Regions from separate parts of the Mus musculus genome. Here all the other regions are linked to region 1. The links are chromatin contacts, called in public Hi-C and HiChIP or PLAC-seq maps. All regions are on one chromosome and are shown on one strand. The core of a region is the stretch at or near the end of the contact, and the rest is flanking DNA. Distances in the headings are between cores, read along the strand shown. Region 1 holds the start of Tbx3os2 (T-box 3, opposite strand 2). Region 2 holds the start of Spring1 (SREBF pathway regulator in golgi 1). Region 3 has its middle 8.2 kb from the start of Gm25076.

The links. A called contact is a pair of places that touch in the nucleus more often than the background predicts. HiChIP or PLAC-seq counts read pairs in DNA pulled down with a chosen protein or histone mark.
Region 2: an H3K4me3 HiChIP or PLAC-seq map of embryonic forebrain shows a contact between it and region 1, with 9 times the contacts expected there. The contact joins the promoter of Spring1 here to the promoter of Tbx3os2 in region 1. A contact is called at or near these places in 3 of 39 promoter capture datasets (the C10 cell line, cranial neural crest and embryonic stem cells), 1 of 484 Hi-C or Micro-C datasets (embryonic stem cells), 17 of 115 datasets of contacts at active chromatin or transcription factors (the NIH/3T3 cell line, T-cell acute lymphoblastic leukemia, craniofacial prominence and 8 more) and 2 of 9 other capture datasets (adipose tissue and liver).
Region 3: a Hi-C map of cortical neurons shows a contact between it and region 1, with 6 times the contacts expected there. The contact joins the enhancer-like site here to the promoter of Tbx3os2 in region 1. A contact is called at or near these places in 8 of 39 promoter capture datasets (the 3T3-L1 cell line, cranial neural crest, frontonasal cranial neural crest and 5 more), 2 of 15 datasets of contacts at CTCF or cohesin (large pre-B cells and stem cell-derived epiblast-like cells), 26 of 484 Hi-C or Micro-C datasets (B cells, the C2C12 cell line, CD4 T cells and 20 more), 10 of 115 datasets of contacts at active chromatin or transcription factors (astrocytes, craniofacial prominence, embryonic forebrain and 7 more) and 2 of 9 other capture datasets (adipose tissue and liver).

Annotation. Positions count from the first base shown.
Region 1 is chr5:119,689,224-119,692,737 of GRCm38.p6, forward strand. It overlaps Tbx3os2 (T-box 3, opposite strand 2), which reads right to left and starts at 1,995. Exons shown (of 3, transcript NR_040416.1): 1 at 1,785-1,995.
Region 2 is chr5:118,243,464-118,246,977 of GRCm38.p6, forward strand. It overlaps Spring1 (SREBF pathway regulator in golgi 1), which reads left to right and starts at 1,764. Exons shown (of 5, transcript NM_001081236.1): 1 at 1,764-1,995. The coding sequence starts at 1,885. Rnft2 (ring finger protein, transmembrane 2) reads right to left here and starts at 1,562. Exons shown (of 11, transcript NM_001109902.1): 1 at 1,509-1,562.
Region 3 is chr5:118,272,908-118,276,421 of GRCm38.p6, forward strand. No RefSeq gene overlaps it. Among named protein-coding and RNA genes, the nearest start is that of Gm25076, 8.2 kb to the left of the region's middle. Within about 2 kb of position 1,829, at least 26 of the 459 cell types and tissues checked have an H3K27ac peak or open chromatin away from gene starts, as enhancers often do. A contact at or near this core is called in adipose tissue, cortical neurons, embryonic forebrain and 2 more, where this site is marked.

The DNA.
Region 1 (3,514 bases), core at 745-3,244:
TGGACTTGTATTCTTTCACACCAGCATTTTTCTTGGCCTCACCAAAGTCTCCAAGTGTCAAGGACACTATGGACACCAAACTGACCCTCGGGTAGACCTTCCTTCCTTCCGGTCACCTTTGTGGGGCTGTCATTCATTTATCTCAGTCCCCAGAACCAGCATCTTGTAGGATTTTTTTTTTTTAAATCTCTCTGTGCCTAGAAGAGGCATTCTTCACCCTGGCAGTAGCTCTAGCTATCTCCCAGTTCTCCCAATCTGGCAGAGAGCCTTGGGAAGAGCAGGTTTGGAAAGACAGTGCCATAACCAAACAACTCAGGAGCCACCACACAGGAAAAGCAACCCCTCTATCGGCCCAGCCCAGCCTGCTCTCCCCAAGGTCAGCTACTCTGAGCTCACTGGCTATTCTATAGGGCTATTTTTTGAGGAGCCCGTGAAAATTACACAGAAAATGTAGTTTACATGTGCACAGCCTTCTGAAAGGGCAGTAGAAGTTCAGATTCTCGGAGATGTGTGATCCTAACCAATGACCTACTCACACACTGCTCAGGGGACAATAACCAATGGGGTTTAGGAACATTTGGACTTAAGATTTAAGATGGTGCCTTCAGCCTGGGGCTTGCCTAGGTTAAATTTAACTTTAGCACACACACACCCCACTCCCCACTTCCCACTTCCCACTCGTAGCGCCTGGTCTTAGCCTGCTTATTTTAAATGGGAAGGCTGAAGGAAGTAGGTGTGTTCGGGCACTGTATAATTAGTTGATTAATCAGTTATATTAACTTATCAGCCGAATGATTATGAGCAGTCATTATCACCCTCAATGAGTTCTCTGTTAATTTCCTGTTGGGAGGGTCACCCTCTCTAGGCTATCCCAGGCAATAAAAAGCAACTACTTTTCATAAAACAAAATTACTTCTCACTAGAGGCCAGGGTGGAAGGTATAGGAAACTGTAGGGGAGGCCCTTTTGTGGGGAGATTTCTGGGGTCCCGGCTTGGGACTGGGTGGAGTGGGGGGGATGTGGCTTCAATGTTCACCATACTGTCAAGGTTAGCCAGGTTTCCTCTGCTCCATGCCCCCTCCAACCCTCTCAGGACATTCTAGTTTTCTGTTTGATGGTATCTTGTTTGATGACAGCCTTTTCTCCTGCATCCCACGTGGACCCCTCTCCCCACCAAATCTCAGTGCTCTTGCGTCAGACTCTTCCAAGTTCTGGGATCCCAAACTTTCTCCACTAAGACATACATGAGGGGTGGGGTGGGGTGGGGTTGGCTTTTGGGAAATACCTGTGTGGATGTTGGAGGAAGGCTACTCTGGGGCCTGGGGGAACACCTGTATAGAAGTCAGAGCAAAGATGAGAAAAAACAAAAACGCAGGAACACTTTCAGTGATATGTAATTGGCTCCCCCCCCCCCAAGCCAAGCCTGCACAGAGGACCTCGAATTAGGAAGAAGGTAGAGGCTAGCCTGGGTGTGTTTTCTACCTTTCTCCACTACTGTGTAATTTTTGACTTATCATAAAAAAAAAAAATCCATGACCATCTAAAGAAACGCTCAGGAAACAAAGGGGACATCTATGGTCCGTTTTTCTTTATTTCCTTCTGATTACTGGGGAGGAAGGCCTCTTCGCTACCCCACGAGTAAGCTCAGCCCGGCTGTATCCTGCTCAGCCCCAAGATTTGTTTCAAAAATACCATCCATGAAATCGGAAGCTGCCTGCTTGACTCAAGAGACTCCAGCCTGCCCACCAGACACCACCCATTTCTCAAGACAAATGCCACACCAACCTCTCTTCCACTCCGAGCCTGCCCCCAGGATTTTCTTGAAGGCAGGTCATAAAGTGTAGGTAGGTGTCTGCCTCTCCAGATGATGAGGATACAGGTCCTTTGCTCTGTCTTTAAACAGGACCACTTTGGAGATGACTGGAATGGGAGCGGCACCCTCCTGGCGCTTCTCGATTTCTTCAGGTTAAAACAGGACCGGGCAACCGACAACTGCACTCTACCTGAGCTGCTTCTGGGTTCTTCCCTTGGGAAAAAGCTATGAGCAGTTGCGGCCAGCGTGAGTCAGGCGCCCATGGCTTCGCTAAGCCGCTCCTTTGCTGCCATCTGCTGGTTGCACCGGAGAAGTTCACGGAGATTTTTCGAATGCAGAGAACAAGTCTCTTAAAAATAAGAAAGAGGGCTGGGGGTGGATGGTAGAGCTTGCCCCTAGATTCTATGCCAAGTTGCACAAAAATAAAGTAAGGGAAGGAGGGAAACATGGTACTGAGGCACAAAGATACGATGTAGAATAAAAACAACAGGACCTGTTTTTGTACCTTGCTACAATATTGCTTTGGTACCTTGATCAAGTTGTGTAACATCTCTTATGCCATGAGGTGAGTGTATAGTGCCGGCAGAGCAAGCTTGGCAGCTGAGTGTGAACCTCAGAAGACACGTTTTTAAAAGTCGGATGTGGAGGAATGTATCTGAGCTCACAGCACTCCTACGGGGAGATGGGGCGTGGGAGTGGAGGTCAGAACTGAAAGTCACAGTCTGGCCAGCCTGGGGTACTTCATAAGCTGCAAGGAGACTCAAACTCCCAGAATCTGTCCTCTGAGCTATATCCACATGCTTACACTCACATACATTGTATACATACTTGTTAATTAAATTATTCTATTAATTATTTTTATTATGATTAATTGATTTAGTTATTAATTTTGTCATTTAATTATTTTTATCGATTTATTAGATAATTAAAATACTCCAAGGACCAGCATGTAACTTGATGGCAGAGAATTTTTGGAGCTTGTGTGAGGATGAAGATGACGGTCTTGTAGGATGAATGATGCCCAGGTTGTACCTTTCTGCTCATTGTCTCTAAGCTGTCCTTGGACCACTGGGTTCCTGTGGATGTCTCTAAATGATTATCCTTGACTCCCTCTTTCACAATCCTCGTATCTGGAGCTCATCAAATTCACTGTCTGCTTCACCTCAAACTTACCAGTTATCCAATAGTGGGAATGATCCCAAAGTCCTGCTCGGAAGCACGTTTCAAAAAGTCCTATGATCATAGAACAGCATCATCTTCAGTGGCCTCCTCGGACAGGAGTGACCTGGCCTCTCCTTTCTCAACTGCACGCCACCCGACTCTTCAGAAGCAAGCTATTTCAAGGCCAAATTGTCACCTTCCTTCTCCCAGTGCTCCCTCAGCCTAGGTTTCAAACTTGGGCACTGGTGACAACTGGCTGGTTCTATGAGCTCAGGGATGTCCTGTCTATGAATTCAGGAAGGGGTAGTGCCATTTAGCTCTGGTATCTGCCCACTAGACAGACGCTTTGGGAGACAACCTAAGATGTCTTTGGATGCTGCCCTGAACCACGTTGACAGCATCAGCCCTGGTTAGGAGCCACTGCTTGAGTCCGAGTCCCTCAGGCACGCCCTCTTGAGGTCATCATTGGCACTTCATCCAGAATGCCTTTGCTGAACTTCAGGACTGGGCTGGGACTCCTGTCCAGTCCTGGTTCATGATG
Region 2 (3,514 bases), core at 514-3,013, 1.4 Mb before region 1:
GGTGACCTCTGACCTCCACGGACATTTGCAATGGCCCCCCCACCCTGAGCATCCATACATACCTACATATGTACATATGCATGTGCACACTTATACACATACACGCACACGCACGCACAGATGTGCACAAGCACACACTGGGGGGGGGGCCATAAAAATGATTTTAGAATTTCTACTGGCTTCTAAGTGAAACCAGAATAAAAATCAGAGTCGTTGGAGGCCTCCAGGCTGTGCTGGACGTTATCATTACCCGTTTACAACCTTGATTCTGTGACTTATCTCTGGCCATAAGAACTCCAGGTACCTCTGGACACTTTAAAGTTAAGAGTTCCTGCCTCCGGGCCTTTGTACCTGCTGTTCCTTCCCTGGCATGGTTTTCCAGCTGAGGGTTACAGGCTACCTCCCCACAGCACTTACCAGTCATTGACATGTGGGTTTGTTTACTATGACCCTTGAGAGGTCCTGTGTCTGGGCTGCCCGTCCACCTTGGAGTTGCAGAGATGGAAGGCCAACGTCTCTGTAGAGATTAGATCACCTTGATTTTCCCCAGCGACAGATCCGCACACACCTCGTCCTACCTCCCGCACCAATAGAAAGCCAAGAAAGAAGGGCAAGGCTTGGAGAGAGACTCCATATGGCTACTGCTCCTGCAGAAGATCTAAGTCCAGTTCCCAGCACCCACAAGGGTGGCTCACAACTACCTGTACCTCCAGCTGTAAGTGATCTGACTCCCTCTACTGACCTCGGAGGGCACCTGCACTCCCATGGGCAAACCCACTCTAACATATAATTAAAAAATAAATACATACATAAATAAAATCTTTAAAGAAATAAAGAATATGCTTCCATGAACAGGCTCAGTTTCCCGGCATATTTTCCCTACAGAGAAAGATCCATCTCTTAGCCCAGGCCAACACAAATGGGTGCGGAATTAATTAATTCTGCACAGCCTTCTCGGCTGCAGCTAGCTAGGAAGCCACAGGCTAAGGTGCCTGCCTTTTCTGCAAGATTAAATTAGCTAGGAAAAGACTCCTTGGTATCATCGTCATATTCAGGCAAGCCCTCTATCACCTAGCTACACTCTCAACCAGGCCGTTTTATAAAGAAAGAAACTGTCATCCATCAGGTAACATGTCTCAAGAATTTGCAATCTGGCTTGATACTCCGGGTGGCCCCACTACTCCTTATCCTCGGGGAAACTAAAACACGGTATCCCCAAGTTTCCACCTACAAGCTTTGAGAAAACGTCATAAATTAAATGCCCACGATTCTGTGGCAAACGGGCGGTACAAGTAGGCTCGTATTGACTCCTGGAGCCCACAGGATGCTACAGAATGAATGAATGGACCATCTCCGTCCCACACACCCTGGTCCTCCCTAGGAGGCTGCACGGTCCCCTACAGGACGCTTGGGCGCGAGCGGCGTCCCCAGACCGGACGGCGAAGCGCCTTTGCCGCCAGGCTCGCGGGGTCACAGGGTAGCAGCGGCCGAGCATAGCCTTCATTTACCTGCCAGACACTGCAGCAATCACGGCCTCTGCTAATCCAGCCTAGCCAATCCCTGGCGTGGCCAGGGCGCCACGTGACTTCCGGCCGGCAGTGCCACCGAGAACGCGATCGGCGCTAGGACCCTCGCACAGGGAGGCCTGCCTCTAGTCCGAGAAGGTCCGCCCCTGCCGTCACATTCAGCCAATGGAGAGCCGAGGCTCCGGCAGAACCAATGGCGAGGAGGCATGGAGGGGCCTGGCGTTGGCGTCACTAGGTGGGGCGGGGCGTGCGGCGGATCACGTGGCCGGCGCGTTGGCTGCGGGAAGGTAAAGCAGTGCTGGAAGCGGATTGCAGGGGTCATGCCGTGGGGTCGTCTCTGCGCCTGCGCCCTACCGGGATGCTGAACCTGGCGGCGCTGCTGTGGCGCCGGCTCCTGCGCAAGCGCTGGGTGCTCGCCCTGGTTTTCGGCCTCTCGCTAGTTTACTTCCTCAGCAGCACCTTCAAGCAGGTAAGCGACTTCTCTCAGGACCTCCGTCCTTCCGATCCTGCTTCCTCCCTCAAATACTATGTCCTTCTCCCCATCGTTCTTCTAATCCTCCTCCTGAGCACTCCTCCCTCTGATCTAAAATCCTCCTTCAGCCCTTCTCCCTCCGTTGCGTTGTCCTCTGCCCTTCTCCTTTCCCCTCCCTAGCTCCCTCCGTCCTCCACTCCTCCTCCTCCCTCGAATTCTCTGCCTCCCCATCCTCTGTTCTCCTCTGCCCTCCAACTTCTTACCTCTCACCCTCTGTTCTTTTCCAACCCCTCCTCCTCGATCCTCACAGTTCCTCCCTCCCTTGATCCTCTGTCCTCTGATGCTCCTCTCTCCTGTCCTCCACCTTGTAGTCCTCCTGATATGCAGCCATTCAGTCCTCCCTCTGAGCCTCTGAGCCTCTTCCTTTCAGTCCCTGGATCATCCATTGGTCCTCCCTTCAGCTCTCTAGTCCTCAACCCTCTAGTCCTCCTCCCTCCGATTGTGTGATCCTCCTCCTGTCCTCCTGTGAATCGAAGGCCGCTAAGGGAGGCGTCCCACTGCAGGTCTTTGTACCGCCCCTCTTCCGTGCGGGATCTGGCTGGTAGGCCAGGCAGAATGGGGTCCTCAGACCTGTGCACCCTCCTCTGTCGCGTTCCCTGCTCCGCACAGCCCCAGGCTTCTTGATGGGCAGGAGGTAGAGATGGCTAGACCAGGAAGTGGCCAAGGGCTCTCTGTGCCTGTTCACCTGGGTGACCCAACAGGCTCCCTTTTGGGGCACAACTTGGTTGGGTAGATTTTTATTTTTTATTTTTTTATTTTTAATTTCTCAACCTCCCTTTCCCGTTTTTGTCCTGGTAGAGAGTTCCTAGAGACCTGGCATCCCACTGTAGTAGGAACCAGTTCCCAGCATTTGCCTAGAAACCACACTTGACTGAGTTGCATTTTGTAGGTCACCTGCCCCTCCGCCTTTCCTGCTCCTGTGCACCCTTTGATCCTGTTTTGCTGTTCTTACGAATATAGTTCTCTGGTTTTCTGTATCACAGTCCGTCTTTTGAATGGTTGCGCTTTTGCACAGTCACTCCTGGGGGGGGGGGGGGGCGTGTCTTACTCTCTTGCCCAGATTTGACCTTGTAATCCTGTCTGGCTTTTCCACATTCTGATAATTGTCTCCATTGGCTTTTCCACATTCTGATAATTGTCTCCATTGCACCCACCTGGAACAGAACTCTTGCCTTTCTTCTGCCAGATTTATACCTCTCCAGTCCTCAGCATCTCACTAAGTGACGTATGTCATCACTGTTGACACAGTTAGGCTGTTCATTTCTTCCTGTCACTTCAGGCCCCAAAACTCTGGCTCTACAGTGCCCTATTAGGAGGTGTGACCTTGTTGGAGTAGGTGTGTCACTGTGGATGTGGGCTTAAGACCCTCACCCTAGCTGCCTGGGAGTCAGTCTTCCACTAGCAGCCTTCAGATGGAGATGTAGAACTCTCAGCTCTGCCTGCATCATGCCTGTCT
Region 3 (3,514 bases), core at 579-3,078, 1.4 Mb before region 1:
GGTCTCCGAGGGTTTGGGAACACGGAACCTTTCTGGGCACATTGCAGATTTCCTTGCAGCTCCCTAGAACCTGGTCTGCGTGGCTCACTTCCTCCCGTCCCTCCCTGTCTCTCTCCCTGGCTGGCCAGGTCGGCCTAATGCATAGTTGTGGCTTTGCTTTTTGTTACCTGTGCTCCTGACCCCTGCCTGGGTGGACTCTATGGCCGGGACTGCTCTCTCCCTCTGCGGCTACCTCTGGGTGCCAGCATCCCGTGAGCAGCGTGCTGTGTGCTGTGTCCCTTGAGTTCAGATGAGGATGGAGTTGTATGGGCGCTTTCCCTCCTGGCCTGGACACTCTCAGCTTTCCCTCCAGAGCCTTTCTGTCCTGTCCTTGTCTCCTCTTCCACATCAGGTGGCCCCAGGGCTCTGGGACCCCCTTCCCATGGCCTTACCCTCCCTTCCCAGCATGCAGTCTTCATCACTGTGATTAGCCACAGTGATTGTTCCAGGCCCGGCATCTCATTACCGAAATAAAGTTAACACTAATGGGGGGGTGTCCCGCAGCTCCGCTCTGCCTCACCTCCCCAAAAATACGTTCCTGGTGATTAGCGTGGAAGGCACACATGCATATATTCATTTTGCAACTTGGCCCTCCTCCCATCAGCCTTTGCCTCTGGAGTCCAAGGCCAGGAGCTCTTCAGCTGTGGGTGGAGGCAAAGGCGCTGGAATTGTTCTGAACCCACACAATACTGGGCAGCAGGCTACTGCTAATATCCCTGCCCCTCCCCAACCCGGTGAAAGGAAACCAACCCATTTCCTTTTAGGGTGTAGATGGAAACCACCCCCAGAGAACCAAACAAATGGCCCTCTGAGGTGTATAAGCTCTGAGGCGTGTCCTGACCCTGCCATATAGGAGCCAAGGCATATTGGCACAGGGCAGACACCCTTCTTAACCTTCAGTTCCGGCCCATGCCTGCCGCTGTGACTTCGTGCTGACCGGTGGTTAAACTTTCTAGACCAGACAAGGAACCATGGAAGGGGAAGATGGAGGTGAGGGAGAGTGTGGGGAGCAGTGGGAAGAATCAGATGGACGATATTCCTATTGTCCCCTCCGCCCCTGGAGCCTCCTTTTCCACTCCAGCCTATACTGGGAATATGAAATGGCCTGGTGGTGGCTTCTTACCATTTATAACAACTGGGAGCTCCTAAATCACACATGAATGTGCGCACTTGTAATCCCACCATTTGCAAGGTGAAGGCAAAGGGATTGGCCTTTCAAGGCCGTGCTTGGCTACACAGTGGGTTCAAGGCTACCTAGAGCTTTAGGAGACCCTGTGTCAAAACAGCAACAAAAATCAGTCCAGAGCTGCTGACTTCTCCCCTACCTCCGCCACCCACTACCCCACCCTAGGCATCACCATCCTGCCCACTTCAGATATGCAAACTCCACAAATCATTCTTCCAGGGGTACCCAGGAGCTGGCTTCCCAGGTCCGCCTAGGTAACCTGCACCATGTCTGCGGAGCAATTTCTGGAGGCTGATTGAAGAGGGGAGCCATTTGTGTGCCCCATGAGCTCTGCTCGGCAGCAGGCAGGGGGATGTGGCAGAGGGAGACAGGGACCCCTAATGAGATTCCCAGGCTCCATCTCCACCCACGAGTCAAGGAGACATTTCAAAAGGGGTTTGACACGGCATCCTTACCAAGCTGTCTGCTAAAATGCAAGGTGCAGGCCCCCAGAGAATCCAGAGCCTTCTGAGAGCGCGCCTGAGATAATCAGGCTGTACCAGTGTCTGCTAAGCAGCTGTTCCCACCAAGAGGGACAATGGCCCGGCCCCAGCCCTCGTAGGGCTGGTTTCAGCCCCGTCTTCACCCGCTGCCAACTCTTTGATCACTTCTCAACGAGGATCTGTAGGGCATATTACAAAGTGCTTTGGGCTGTCTGCCAGCAGGCACCTCACTACACCATGACAACAGCCAGAAGTGTCAGAGTGGGGAAAGAGCCGAAGCTTGCTGGATGCCTTTTAAAAAAAAATAATTATATTTGAATTTGAAAAGCAATCTTCATATATGTAAGTAGTGTCATTTATATGGAAAACTATGCCAGTCGGTCGCTCTACCCTTTTAATATTTGATGGCGCCCGGGTTCTCAACATACTTGAGATAAGGGTCCGGCGGCTTCTCAGGGATTTCTGAGACTCCTAAGCTGGGGGTGGGGGGGAAGCCACTGGAGACCTAAATTCAGCTTCTTCCTGGTTCCTTCTGTATCTCTCTGCATCCTGCCTGCAAGCATGCTTTGTTTAAGCTAATGGAGAGCATTTGTGGGGCTAAGGTGAGGGGAGGGGAGAGAGTGGACGACGTAGGGTCCCGAGGGGCTGGATGTGAGCAAGATACAGTAACATGGGTTTCTGAAAAATGTCATAATGGAACCTGTTACTTTACATGCTAATTAAAAACTGAAATCAGGAGAAAGAGGAAATTTGTTTGCTGTTGTCATCAGTGACATAATTTACCTAAGTTTTAGAAATCACAGCCGCATTGCCACGTTAGCCGCTTTTAGGTGTGGTGTGTTGCTTCACGGTGGCACAGCCAATGCTACCAAGCTCCGCGGAACCTTCGGACCTCACGCTGAACAGGACAGCTACCACACACTATCTCCACCTCCCTCTCTCCTGCCTGGCCACCAACCTTCCTCTTTCTCCCCATGGGATTTGAAGGTAGCAGGTTCCCGGGCTCTGAAATCACGCAGTAGTTTGTGTATGGTCTCTTTCTCTTAGTACAATGACCCGAGGGTCCACCCATCTTATAGCAGGGGCAGGATTTCATTCCTTAATATTTTTTTAATTTTTGAGGCAGAGTCTAAAATGTCCAGGGCCGGCTTACAACTCACCATGTAGGCGAGTTTCTGATCCTCAGCCCCAGCTCCTAAGCACTGGGATTGCACGCCTGCGTCACCACCCTGGCACCTGTGGTGTTGGGGATCGTTCTCATTAGGCAAAGGACCCTGCCAACGGAACTAATTCACCACCACCCCTCCCAATTTTCTTCCTTTTTAGAAATATTGGCTGAATCCATTGTATGGATTTTATATAACACCCCATTGCATGGATTCTGTTATTTTCATTTATCTGTTCATGAACAGTGGGGGTGTCTAGTTTCCTTGAATATGACTACCTGCCGGCTGACTATGCACTCAGGTCTAAGATATCTAATTTAGTTCTGACCAGGGCCATCAGATGGTTAGGAAAAGAAAGCCAGAGATAGGAAGAACTCACTATAAATTAGGGAAACTGAGGCTCAGTTTCTGATTCCTTAGGAAAGACTGGGAAATGAGGGCCCAGGGCGGGAGGGGGGTACCTGGGGGGACAGTTCAGTGGGTAAAGTACCTGGTCCATCCATATAAAACTCAGGTCATGACATCATAATGGAGGTATATGTGTGTAATTAACACCACACACACACACACACACACACACACACACACACACACACACGAATTCAGGAATGATGTGGAAATGAGCTAGCTCCCCGCTCTCC